Regions from separate parts of the Hordeum vulgare genome. Here region 1 is linked to region 2. Evidence: chromatin contacts called from public Hi-C data. All regions are on one chromosome and are shown on one strand. The core of a region is the stretch at or near the end of the contact, and the rest is flanking DNA. Distances in the headings are between cores, read along the strand shown.

Region 1 (5,832 bases), core at 830-3,329, 130 kb before region 2:
TAAATTTTAGCGTCCTTAATGTGGTTGGAGTGTCTTCAATCAGCCGGTGATTTAAGGCCCTGTTGGAATGCAGCGTTTATTCTCCATTTCCCGCAAGGGAAATGTGGATTGAACCGTTTCGGTAAAATTTCTATGTTCCTGAAGGGCTCCTAATTACTGCAGTGAAGAACGCTCAGTGGAAAATAATGTACATATTGCTTTCCTTTCTTTCTCTTGTAAATAAAATGAACAGTGGAGAAATTTCAGGATGTACCAATTAGGAAGACATTTGCATTGTATATTAATTAAAACCTGTTATAAATGCTGAATATTCAGTTTTGTATCCATTTTTTCAGTATATCTTTTATATGTGTATAATTTAAATGGGACGAACACCAGAATATTCGAGGATGAACCAACCAATCTTATCTCTGTTGAGCCGAGCATACATCTCATGAGTGTTACTGGTACTCATTTTTCCAATGAAACAAGCTCAAACATATAAAAGCGTTGCATTCACACTTTCATATACCACTTACATATCATTAGTAGTTCTGGTTAAATAGGAGCAAAGGTGAGGCAGAGAGAATTTAAGTACACGGCAGAAAGGGAAGAGCATATATATATATATCTGCACGCACGCACGAATCTCGGCGCAAGCCATGTGCCGCGTCGTGCGCACGCACACATGGGTTGCACCAAGGTCCAAGGTCCGGGAATGGCGCGGCCGGGGGCGACGGTGGCCTTAGTACTTGTACCCCGCGACGTGCAAGCTCTCGGAGGCGGCGGCGTCCCCGCCAGCGGCGGCGCCGCCGTACTTGCCGAGCGTGGCCTCGGAGTTGCCCTTGCACCGGGCGAGGAAGGTGGCCTGCGCGTCGGCGACGTTCTCCTTCTTGCCGGCCCACTTCTTGATGGTGCTCTGCTGCAGCGCCCGGCCGAAGGAGAAGGTGAGCGTCCACGGCTTGAGCACCGGCAGCTTGTTCATGGCGTCCAGGTTCTGCGTGGCCTGCTCCTCGCTCTGCCCGCCCGACAGGAACACCACCCCGGGCACCGCCGGCGGCACGGTGCGCCGCAGCGCCGCCACCGTGTACTCCGCTATCACCTCCGCGCCAACCTATGCACACGACCATTCAGAGCACGATCAGCCATGCAAACGGAGACCATGATGAAGATTGAAGAAGTAGGGAGAGAGAGAGAGATCGAGGGACGTGCCTTGGGGCTGTCGGAGCCGGGGGTGACCATGTTGGGCTTGAGGAGGGTGCCCTCGAGGAGCACCTTGTGGTCGTTGAGCGACTTGTAGACGGCGGCGAGGACGCGCTCGGTGGCGGCGGCGCATGCCTTGATGTCGTGCGCGCCGTCGGTGAGGATCTCGGGCTCCACGATGGGGACCAGCCCGTTTTCCTGGCAGATGAGCGCGTAGCGCGCCAGCCCCTCGGCGTTCTGCTTGACGGCGAGCTCGGACGGCTCGGCGCCGGGGCCGATCTTGAGCACGGCGCGCCACTTGGCGAAGCGCGCGCCGGCCTCGTAGTACTTGGCGCAGCGGGCGCCGAGGGAGTCGAGGCCCTGAGTGGTGGTCTCGCCGTCGGTGCCGGCGATGTCGACGGTGCCCTTGTCGACCTTGATGCCCGGGATGACGTTGCCGGCCTTGAGGATGTCGACGAACGGGGTGCCGTCGGCGGCCGTCTGGTAGAGCGTCTCCTCGAAGAGGATGACGCCGGAGAGGTACTCGAGCGCGCCCGGCGCCGTGAAGAGCATCTCCCGCAGCGCCTGCCGGTTGGACTCCACGTTCTCCACGTTGATGCTGGCCAGCCGCTTCCCGATGGTGCCCGTCGACTCGTCCGCCGCCAGGATCCCCTTCCCCGGCGTCGCGATGTACTTGGCCGTCTTCATCAGCTCATCTACACGCAAAAGGCCATCAGCATGTCGCGCCATGAGCGCATGAGAAGCATACAGATGAAGGCAATAACCTGCGTATTTCCCGACGAAGGCAGACATGGCGGCGACCGTGTCGGTCAGGAGGCTCCGGGACCGGCTGCAAAATCCAAACGCTGGGCTGCTGTGCTCGCGCTTTTTGTGAGGTGGCTGTGCGAGCTATCCCTCTCCCCTTATAAACCCTGGACGTGAGGAGGATATGCCGAACGGGCGAGGGGGATCCGTGATGCAGGGGCCACTGGCTCGCGCAGCGCCCGTCACCCGTTGGGGGATAGGGGTGGCGAGCCGCGCCACCCAAACGCCCGTCCGCCTGCTGGCCAGACAAAAATACTAGGAATACCATTTTCGCAGCTAAACAACACACACATGTAGACGCAACGCTATGGCGAGACCGTGAGAGACAAGGTCCCAAAAACTGAACAAGTGGTGGTGGCGATGTGGACTTTATCCATGCAGAGTGAACGTAGGGATGGCATCAACCTGCTGGCTTTGGCACCAAGGTATCATGGGAGCATTTCATTTCCCCACCCTGCCGTGGATATGCAAGATGCGGTCCAGTCTCCAGCGTATGTAGAGTGACAGAGTGCGGGACGCCACCGCGACGTGTAATGCTGTACCCTACAACAATGTTTTCAGTATTTTCTGAGGCCTCGCTATGCGGAAGATATTTAGATTGGATATTTCGATGCAGTCCAGGGCTTTGGTGTTATCGTCGTCTGATTTACCGGAAGTCGGCATGCTAAATGTGATGTAACCAAGGCAGTACATGATACAAGATCGAACGCAAGGCATGCCGCGGTGTTGCTAAATTCAGAGACTATCTGTCTGTATGTTAAATTTCGATTCCACGCACGTCCATAATGAACAAAGCGTCTCATCGAGCAGAGTTTCCATGGGATCAATACTATCTGTAAGTTGGACATGCATGTATATCAGTGAACAATCAAGCTCCAGGGTCATCTTTGACGCACTCTCTCCATGTCAAAGAGAAAGCAAAAATATGTCACTGAGCTGAACACGGGCTGAGACAGATGGGCGAGAGCAACTAACGGGTGAACTCATCGCCCGAAGCATCTCAACACTGAGGCCACAAGGGTAGATGACAGAAACTTCATTCCAGCAGACCCACCAGGGAAGTATGAGATGGCATAGTATACCAGCGCAAGGATCTGAAAAATAGAAGACCCACGGTTTTGTTAGCTTGAAAGTTAATAGAAGTGACCGAATGCTCAGTACGCCAGTAAGTTCTCTATAAACGATGCCACAAACTGCAACTTTTAAGGGGGGTTTGATGGCCCTATTCACATGCTATACAAATTCACAGTTCTCTTCAAAATTGTTCCTGTTACTAGCATCCAGAGAAGGAAAAGATAACAGCACAAGAGATTGGGGGGTGTAAAGGAGATATTCTCACCTGAAGACAAGAGAAGAAAACAGAAAGTATGTAGCTATGGAGCACCATTGACACATAGATGGTAGCAAACATGCTGCCAACAAATCCAATGGTGAAAGGTAACCTCTGTGGAAAAATTAAAACAGCTTCAGAAAATGTACCAAAATCATATTAATTTTCGAGATATAATAAAAGTTAAATAGATAAAATATAAGATATGAACTAATTAAATCAACAACCCAGTAAGTTCCCTATAAACAGTTGGAATAAAAAAGTATGATATATGAGAATACATAAAACCCAAAATGTGCATATTATTTTGTGAAAAGAAAGTATGGTATCATCTAAAAACACATTTTAAAACAATAAAACACTACGCACATTCGATCTTCTGTAGAAAAGCGCTTAACCATTGGCAGAAAATCATCGACAATGCATTTTTCACGTTGATGTTTCACAACTGGATGCTCACTTGATAACATGTCAAATTATCGATGCCTCAAGGACATGCTGTGTTACTGTCTAAATTTAACCATGTATTTTCTTTTTCTTTTTTATTACTTTCTTCAAAGCAGAGGAATTGTTTGATCGTTACTAGCAAAATACAAGTACAAAATGCTCTCCCAGCAAAATGTTTACAATATACAATATAACCTAAGTAAAATCTTCAAGGAGAGAATTGGATGGAAACAATCTAATATGTGCAGTTTGTGGTAAAATAGAAATTAACAGAAGACAGAAGAAAACATCACAAGTTTTGTTGAACAGTGCTTCCCACGAATGGTGCTTAGTTAAGGACAAGGAAAATGAATTGATACCTCTCTGGAAATCATATGATAGAGCTGATTCTTGGGCCCTTTCAATGCAAAGAAAGATCCAATGATGAAGGCACATCCCAGCGTGAAACAGATCGCAAACTTTTGAGGCATTATTACCATGACTGGCAGGAATATCGTGAACGCGATGAAAACTAGGAAAATGCCACTGGCAAGAAAAAGACCGAAATACATGAGAGATTTGCCAGATGGAATACTGCTTGTTGAGGACTGGAAGCTGCCAGGCAACCCTCTAACTCCTTTGGATACCCTGGAGAAAATAGAATGGCAAGGCAATCAGCAAAAAACTAAACAACTAAAAGAAAGGTTAACTAGAGGTTCGGTCAATGTCATCTTTTACGATTGTTCCTCTAGTTAATCTTGAAGAGCTGTGGTGATGTTTAGCCTTTCAAATTGCTTTAGAGCTAACAATTAACAAATCGCTTTCATATGTATGACTCTAAACAGCTCACATATAACAACATGAATCACGATGGTGACTTCTTCAAAACATAGATTCCTTGATTGTATATACCTAATAAGTGACTAATTCAGCAAAAAAAAAAACTTGCTCCTGAGTCCTGACTAACGATCCTCAATAACGATTTTGCGATAACCGGAGGAAATACACTGCTGGCTAAGAAGGATCTAATTGGCCAATGCTAAGAAGCTATTTTTTACAATAGTAGCTCTGGCGTAAACAGCACCGAAGCAATCTGAATCCACATGGAGGCGATCCGGGAAGCGCTACGGTACTGACAATTTATTCATGGCACCGGTAGTTAAGCTTAGCTGGGGAGAATCCACCGCATCCCGATTCACTTGCAGAAACCCTAGGAGGAGGTGGAGTGACGACGAGAGGGGGGTTGCTTACACGCCGAAGGTGCCGCTGACGCGGTCGTTGGCGGAGCGGACGGCGGCCTCGATGTCGATCCCGAATCCTCCGCCGACATCCTCCTCGGCGGAGCGGGCGGCGGCATAGGAGTTCCATTCCGCGAGCAGAGACGGCGGCGGCTGGGAAGACGCCGCCGACGAGGAGGGCGAGGGGCCAGAGCCGGAGAACCACGCCTGCATCTCGGGCCCACGCCGCCAGAGAGTAGAGAAAGCCCACGGAAATGTGCCCTGTTTACTTTGCTCACCTCAAAAAACACTTGCGATTTGTTTTAGCCTGCAAGGGGCTGCCGCTCCTCCCACGATTCTACAAAGCGTTCGCCCATTTCTAAACTTTCGGGAATTTTCACGGGTTTAAATTTTTAGCTTGCTCGCCAATCAATAAAACAAGAAAAACTCTTACCTTCCGTCGACCGATCCGGATCATCTTTTCGCCACCATCTCGTCCGTTGATCTTGCTTCATCTGACGGATCAGATCGTTCCCGCGCGCCAACGAGCAACGACCTAGCGCGACCGTTTCATGAAACTGGAGCGTTGTTTCAGAAACGGTCCTGAAGCTAGACACGCTCGCGCTCGGGTGGAAGGAGGCGGCAGCTACCGGATCTGGGAGGGCGACAGCGCGGCCGCTCGCCCCCGATGCCGGCCGACCCACCGCCCCCTACGTCGGTCGCTCCCGCCGCAACCCATCCGCCACGACGTTGGCCGGCCCACCCCCACCCCCACCCCCGCATCGCCAGCCGCTCGCCCACCGCGACGGAGCGGCCGCTCGCCCCTGACGTAGCCTGTCTGCCACAACGTCGGCGGCCCTCCCCTACCCCCCA
Region 2 (5,933 bases), core at 1,032-3,531:
AATACATCACCACTCTCCTATGCTCTTTTGGAAGGTACATCGACATAAGTTTCTATGACTGACACTAAACAGTAAGGTCAAGTAACTCAAATGCGTAAAAACATCATGGTATAACTTGCTAGAGATGAAATAATGGAATAGCTTGTTGGCATCAACTAACTAGTTTTGTCAGTACTCAGCAATAGGTGTGTATCTATCAAGACATCTTTTGGTTGACATAATTTTAAGAGAAGTATGCATCTCTACGAAAGAGTACGCAGTACAATTTTATGACAAACCAAACTAAATCATGCTGCTGTACAATGATTTTTAAACATAAAGAAGTAAGATATTTTCTCTTTTGCTAAGCTATATTCACGAAATGTGTAACAAATAGAGTGAAAATCTCATGCAACATTTGCTCAGTAACCTTTTTTATACTGAAATGTGGTTCTTATTGAATCTTCAATAACCGTGTACCATGCACACACACCGACAGCCTAAATTGAATTTTGTTACTACCATGATTGAATAATAGTCACATGTCAACATTTAACATCTTACCAGATTTTATATGAACAAGCGACTTTTTATGTCCTTCCACTGTATCATTTAACAGTATTACAAAGATTTTGAATTGGATGGGAACTTGAAATTTATGGTTGACATATTTTTCTCCAAGTAATAATCATGAACATTGTATGTCAACTGGCATACCTTGTGACGATCAAAAAATACCATCTGCAAGATTAAAAAAAGAACATTTATTAAAATAACATGATGTGCATATGAGAAGTAGTATAAATATGTTTAGTATGGCAGATTGGCACAAGACGGCCTTGTATAAAAATGTAGCCATTATCCAAAAGAAAAGGGGCAATGAGACTGCATAGCGAAGCAGTTTAGCAGGTTATGAGCTTAACTTATCACTTCCGTGCAGATTAATTAGTTTAGTTTATTACACTTCAGTGTGCGTGGCTATAGACAGATAAAACCATATCACATCACAGCATGCACCTCTGTCAATTCTAGTCCTTGTAACTCCATCGTGTACAATGCCTAAAGGAGAGTTGACTGACTCAACATAAATACTTGCGGCTAGCTTTGCTGTCACCTCTAAAGTGCATACAAATGATGCAGTAGAGCTGGTTCAGCCTAGGCATGGAATAGGTTTCATGAACCATTTCATCATAATGCTAAGATAATTTCAGTTATTGTGTATTAGATGTTTAATAAAGTAACAAAGGAGTGACAATCAAATCTGTTGGCAGCAATAAAGAACAATCAACATATTTGCATATGAACTGAAATTACTAGCCCCTTAGCAGTGGTCAAAATTCTCATCACTGAAACACTACTGGTACAATGTCACTTAATGCTTCCAATTCAGCACAACTTACGAACTAAATCAGCTACACAAATCACAGAAGTGATAACAACAGCAAAATAGCAGACATAAACGTAGTGCAATTGCTGGAAAAGCACACCAGACATGCTTAGCTAAGTTCGAGAACAGCATAACAGCAATACACCAAGCAATCAAAGCTGTAAGTAGAGCGTTATTGGCTCCAACATTTACCTTTTGGATCAGAATCCTCCGAAATATCTGGCTCCGCAGTCTCCCCATCACTTTCTCCCAGACCACAGTCATGTTGATCACAAAGACGATGGTAAATATCGGCTCCAGCGTATATAATACCGCAATTTTGGACAAGAGCCTCGTTAAGGGTTCGGACCCCCTCCCTATCAGGGTTTCGAAGAACCTCCCTGTGTGAACAGACAGCCACCACATTCAGAAACTGGCCAGCATCCATCGACAGAGAGGGCCTGAAGGCTGAAGCATACCTGAGAAGAGCGGCATGGAGAGGGTGCAGGTCGTGCACGCGAGGAGCGCAGCGAGGGAGATCGCTAGGCGGGCCTTGTGCTGCGACAGGAGGGCCCAGACACCGGCCCAGGTGATGGCGTCAGTTGAGGAGATGGCGGCGGCCACATCGGCAGCCGCCTCTGCGGCGTCAAAGGAAGGGGACTGGTAGGCGTCGGGGCCGGGCGCCGGCGCCGAGATGTACGCATGGGGCGGGCGGCCCAGGCGGAGGCAGCGGCGTCGGCCGGAATCGGGGACGTGGGACGTGGCGGGGAGGTGGGGAAGGCGGCTGGGGCGAGAGTTGAGGATGGGGCCGGAGGGGCTGAAGAGGAGGCGGCTGCGGCGAGGGCCCAGGGTGGGGCGGGAGGGGCTGTAGGGGAGGCGCATGCTCCAGCTGGAGAGCGCCATGGCTTCCCCGCTTTACCCTTTTCCCGGTGGAGTTTTGGCCCTTTTTTGTGCGTGTTTGTGGAGATGGAAGGCGGGGGGAGGGTGGGCGGAGAGGAGAGCGCGGCACTAGAGATAACGGATAGTTAAGAATCAGCTTTTGGAAAACTTCCCTCAAATCAGCTTCTCCCATAATCAGTTCTCAGTTTGTTTGTTTTTAAGATTGTGGTCCAAAATTATAAAGCAAGTTGAAGTTTGTATGCTACTCCCTCCGTTCCTAAATATTTGCTTTTTAAAGATTCAACTACAGACTTTATACGAAACAAAATAAATGAACTTACACTTTAAATTATGTCTATATACATCCGTATGTACTCCGTAGTGATATTTCTAAAAAGACAAATATTTAGAAACAAAGGGAGTAAAATATTTGTAATGTCCCCGAATAGAAACTGGGTGTGTTGAATTGATAATACTTAGATGTTTCCAATAATTTATTATGAAATATGAGCATGACTACGACTTATGAATATCTTAGATTGATAAACATTACAATAAAGAAGGTTTTCATGTTTTCTTTGCTACAAAAATGTTTTACTGCAAATAGATTGACTAATCTCATGATGCAAGACTGGTAACAATAGCCTCATGTGTTGCCACCACGTGTAACGCCTAAGATGCGATCATATCCTTATTTTGGCGCGGGAGCCTCGACAGGGATAGAAGCGCATCTCCTCGTTTTGCAAAAGTGGATATTGTTAAAAATACATGTATCGAAGAGATGAGTATATGGGATTGGCTTACACTCGTCACAAGCTACATCATGATCCACACAATACATTAATACATCCAATCATTATGAAGAAGAGCACGGTCCGACTATGGACGAAAACAAACGGTAAAAGAACGACGTACATCCTTGCTATCCCAGGCTGCCGCCCTGAAACTCATCCTAGATCGATGATGACGAAGAAGAAGAAACTCCAAATAGAACAATCATCGCGCTCATGTCAAAGTATCACTTTACTTGTACATGCAACTGTTGTTGTAGTAGTCTGTGAGACACAGGGACTCATCAATCTCATTTCCAAAGGTACCAAGACTAGCAAAGCTTAATGAATGAGGTATGGTTAAGTGGCGAGGCTGCAGCAAGCGACTACGCATTTATTTGAGGTGCCTAACTTACGAGTACAAGAATAAGAGGGGGATGATCTACACATAGAGGACGTGAACTAATGATGACCAAATGAATGATCCTAAACACCTACTTACGTCACACATACCCCCCCCCCCGTGTCCTCAATCGGAGAAGGATCTCACGAAAGAGATAGTCACGGTTACGCACACAGTTGGCTTATCTAGAATCGGATGTTAAACAAAGTTTCCAAGTTTGCCACATAACCGCGGGCACAGCTTTCCGAAAGATTTAACCTTGTAGGGGTGCTCCAACTAGCCCATCACAAATTACCACAAGCTGCATAGAAATCCTCGACCACGAAACTCGCAATCTTCTCGGATTCCTTAGTGGAAGATCTCAACTCTGAGATAGCGCAAAGCATCACCGGAATCCCGATGCACAAGATATTTCGTAAAAGGTAAAACAAGTCGAGCAAGGTCGCCCGACGTTTCGACGAACCCGATAGGAGCCGCATATGTCGTTCTCAGGACAATACCGGATAAGCTAGTGTACAGGGCCTGATAGACATCGCCCGAGTTACCCCGGGGTGACCCCGCACAGTGCTCTAGTTTGGACCAACACTCATGAAGAGCACTGGCCCAGGGGGTTGATTAATTACTCCGCGGGTGCCGGCGGGTCCCTATGCGTTTTTGTTAGTTATTAGGCAAATATAGTACCAAAGTTGGGCCTTATGAGACATATTTTAAACTAAGATGAATTATCAATGGGGTCGCCATAACAACCCCGAGCGTGTTAGGAGCGCTCAATTATGGAATATAACACCGGTAGCCGAAACTAAGGTGGCAAAGATGAAATAAAACACCAAGCTAGAAGGCCAGACCTTCCACCTTTTACCAAGTATATAGGTGCATTATATTAAATAGCAATAACAGGGTGATACAACAAGGAACCCATGTTTCACATGGAAGCAGCTGCACCTGCAACTAGCAACGCTATAAGAAGGCTGAGCAAGCGGTAACATAGACAAACAATGGTATGCTGGGTTGTGGAAAGGTTAGAGGTTTTCATGGCAATGTTGGGAGGCTGACAAATAAGTGGTAGGCAGCGAGACATGGCGAAAGAAACGAGTCAACTAGCATGACAATGATAGTAATGATATCTAGGAAAATGGTCATCTTGTCTGTGATCCCGCTTGGAAGAAGAACGACTCCACGAAGCAGACGAACCAACGTAGTTGAATGGATCCTCACACTCTGAAATGGTTCGGAACTCTATCGAGAAGAAATAATCCAGAACAACAATCAACACACGATAACATCACAACAAATGCACGATATGATGCGCAAGCAATTATGATGCATGTCCGGTTTAATTATACAAGGCACGGCATGGCAATTCACAATAAATAAACAATACACATTAAGTGAAGCTCAAACTCCACATTCAAATATTTAGTTCACTCTCATTTAGGTACGCGACAATATTAAATGTTTTTTTAAACATGGCCAGAGGTGAAGCATAATTAAATTGTCTATCTAGGCATATTAAATGAGGTCGGAAACAACTTATAGCATTCCCGAAATGACCCTATATGTTAATTTTGAAATCTGTCCGGGTCTAAACTAACTTGTTTTAATATTTTTTAAACAGCAGAATAAAGTGGTTCATATGATTCTACACGTCATTCTAGTCGATTTACATATATGGATCATCTCCAGCGGAGTTATGGTTTAAAAGATATGGTCATCGCAAGATATTATGCCATGAATGCAAGATGTATGCAAATGACAGCCACAAACATTCCCAACCATGAAGGCAGCAAGATAATATGAAACTACATGAGATTCTAATCAGTTTTCATATAATGCACATTCAAAACGGAGCAACAGTTCAACAATTACAAGCAATACAAGGTATCGCTATAATGTGCCAAAAACAGCACCATGGCATTTTATTCACACCAAAGCTTACACCTACATGATTCTAAAATGCTCAAACAAGGCATGAGGCAGTAGTGGGAAAGATGCACAACAACACTCTACTAATGGCAAGTTGCATGGAATCATGGATCACTAGGAAATGAGCTCACAAAATGGCAAGTTGCACACAGTTTCAAATTTTGCGAAAATACCAGTTTTGACAGTGCAGTTTTTAACCTGATGTCATATTGGCAGCAGTAAAACTATATGTTACACGGCATATGTTGGCATGAAGCTTAACAGGATGCTAGAGTATCTTATGCACTACAGATAACTCCATTGCACTAACCCCAAATGGGTTGTAGATCACTAGCAAAACACATGGCAAAACAACAACAAAATATTGCAGATTCGAGACTTGGAAATATTTCAGCATCTCAAATCAGCAACAACAACATAGCATGTCCACATGAAGAAAACTACAACTAAGCATGGCATACATGGCATGTGAAAACCTACTAACAGCAAATAGTCATAGCCTACTGCAAATCACTCCAATTCGCACAAACTAACGAGACATGGTTTGCTTAATACGAACTTCGCAAAATGGAACTTATCGCTAGCATATTTCAGTTTTAATGTGATAGCTACT

Evidence for each region. Hi-C and Micro-C count contacts between places; a contact is called where the count stands out from the background.
Region 1: a Hi-C map of leaf shows a contact between it and region 2, with 6 times the contacts expected there. The contact joins the promoter of LOC123411524 here to the promoter of LOC123409648 in region 2. A contact is called at or near these places in 4 of 6 Hi-C or Micro-C datasets (all in leaf).

The regions. Positions count from the first base shown.
Region 1 is chr7H:532,127,852-532,133,683 of MorexV3_pseudomolecules_assembly, reverse strand. LOC123411524 (fructose-bisphosphate aldolase 5, cytosolic-like) reads right to left here and starts at 2,079. Exons shown (of 3, transcript XM_045104490.1): 1 at 1,947-2,079; 2 at 1,192-1,877; 3 at 476-1,093. The coding sequence starts at 1,974. The coding sequence ends at 725. LOC123411525 (protein transport protein SFT2-like) reads right to left here and starts at 5,261. Exons shown (of 4, transcript XM_045104491.1): 1 at 4,994-5,261; 2 at 4,123-4,390; 3 at 3,326-3,430; 4 at 2,691-3,080. The coding sequence starts at 5,193. The coding sequence ends at 2,970. It overlaps LOC123411523 (E3 ubiquitin-protein ligase RGLG3-like), which reads left to right. Exons shown (of 12, transcript XM_045104487.1): 12 at 1-394.
Region 2 is chr7H:531,992,971-531,998,903 of MorexV3_pseudomolecules_assembly, reverse strand. LOC123409648 (ABC transporter B family member 28) reads right to left here and starts at 2,281. Exons shown (of 16, transcript XM_045102504.1): 1 at 1,825-2,281; 2 at 1,559-1,746; 3 at 697-720. The coding sequence starts at 2,248.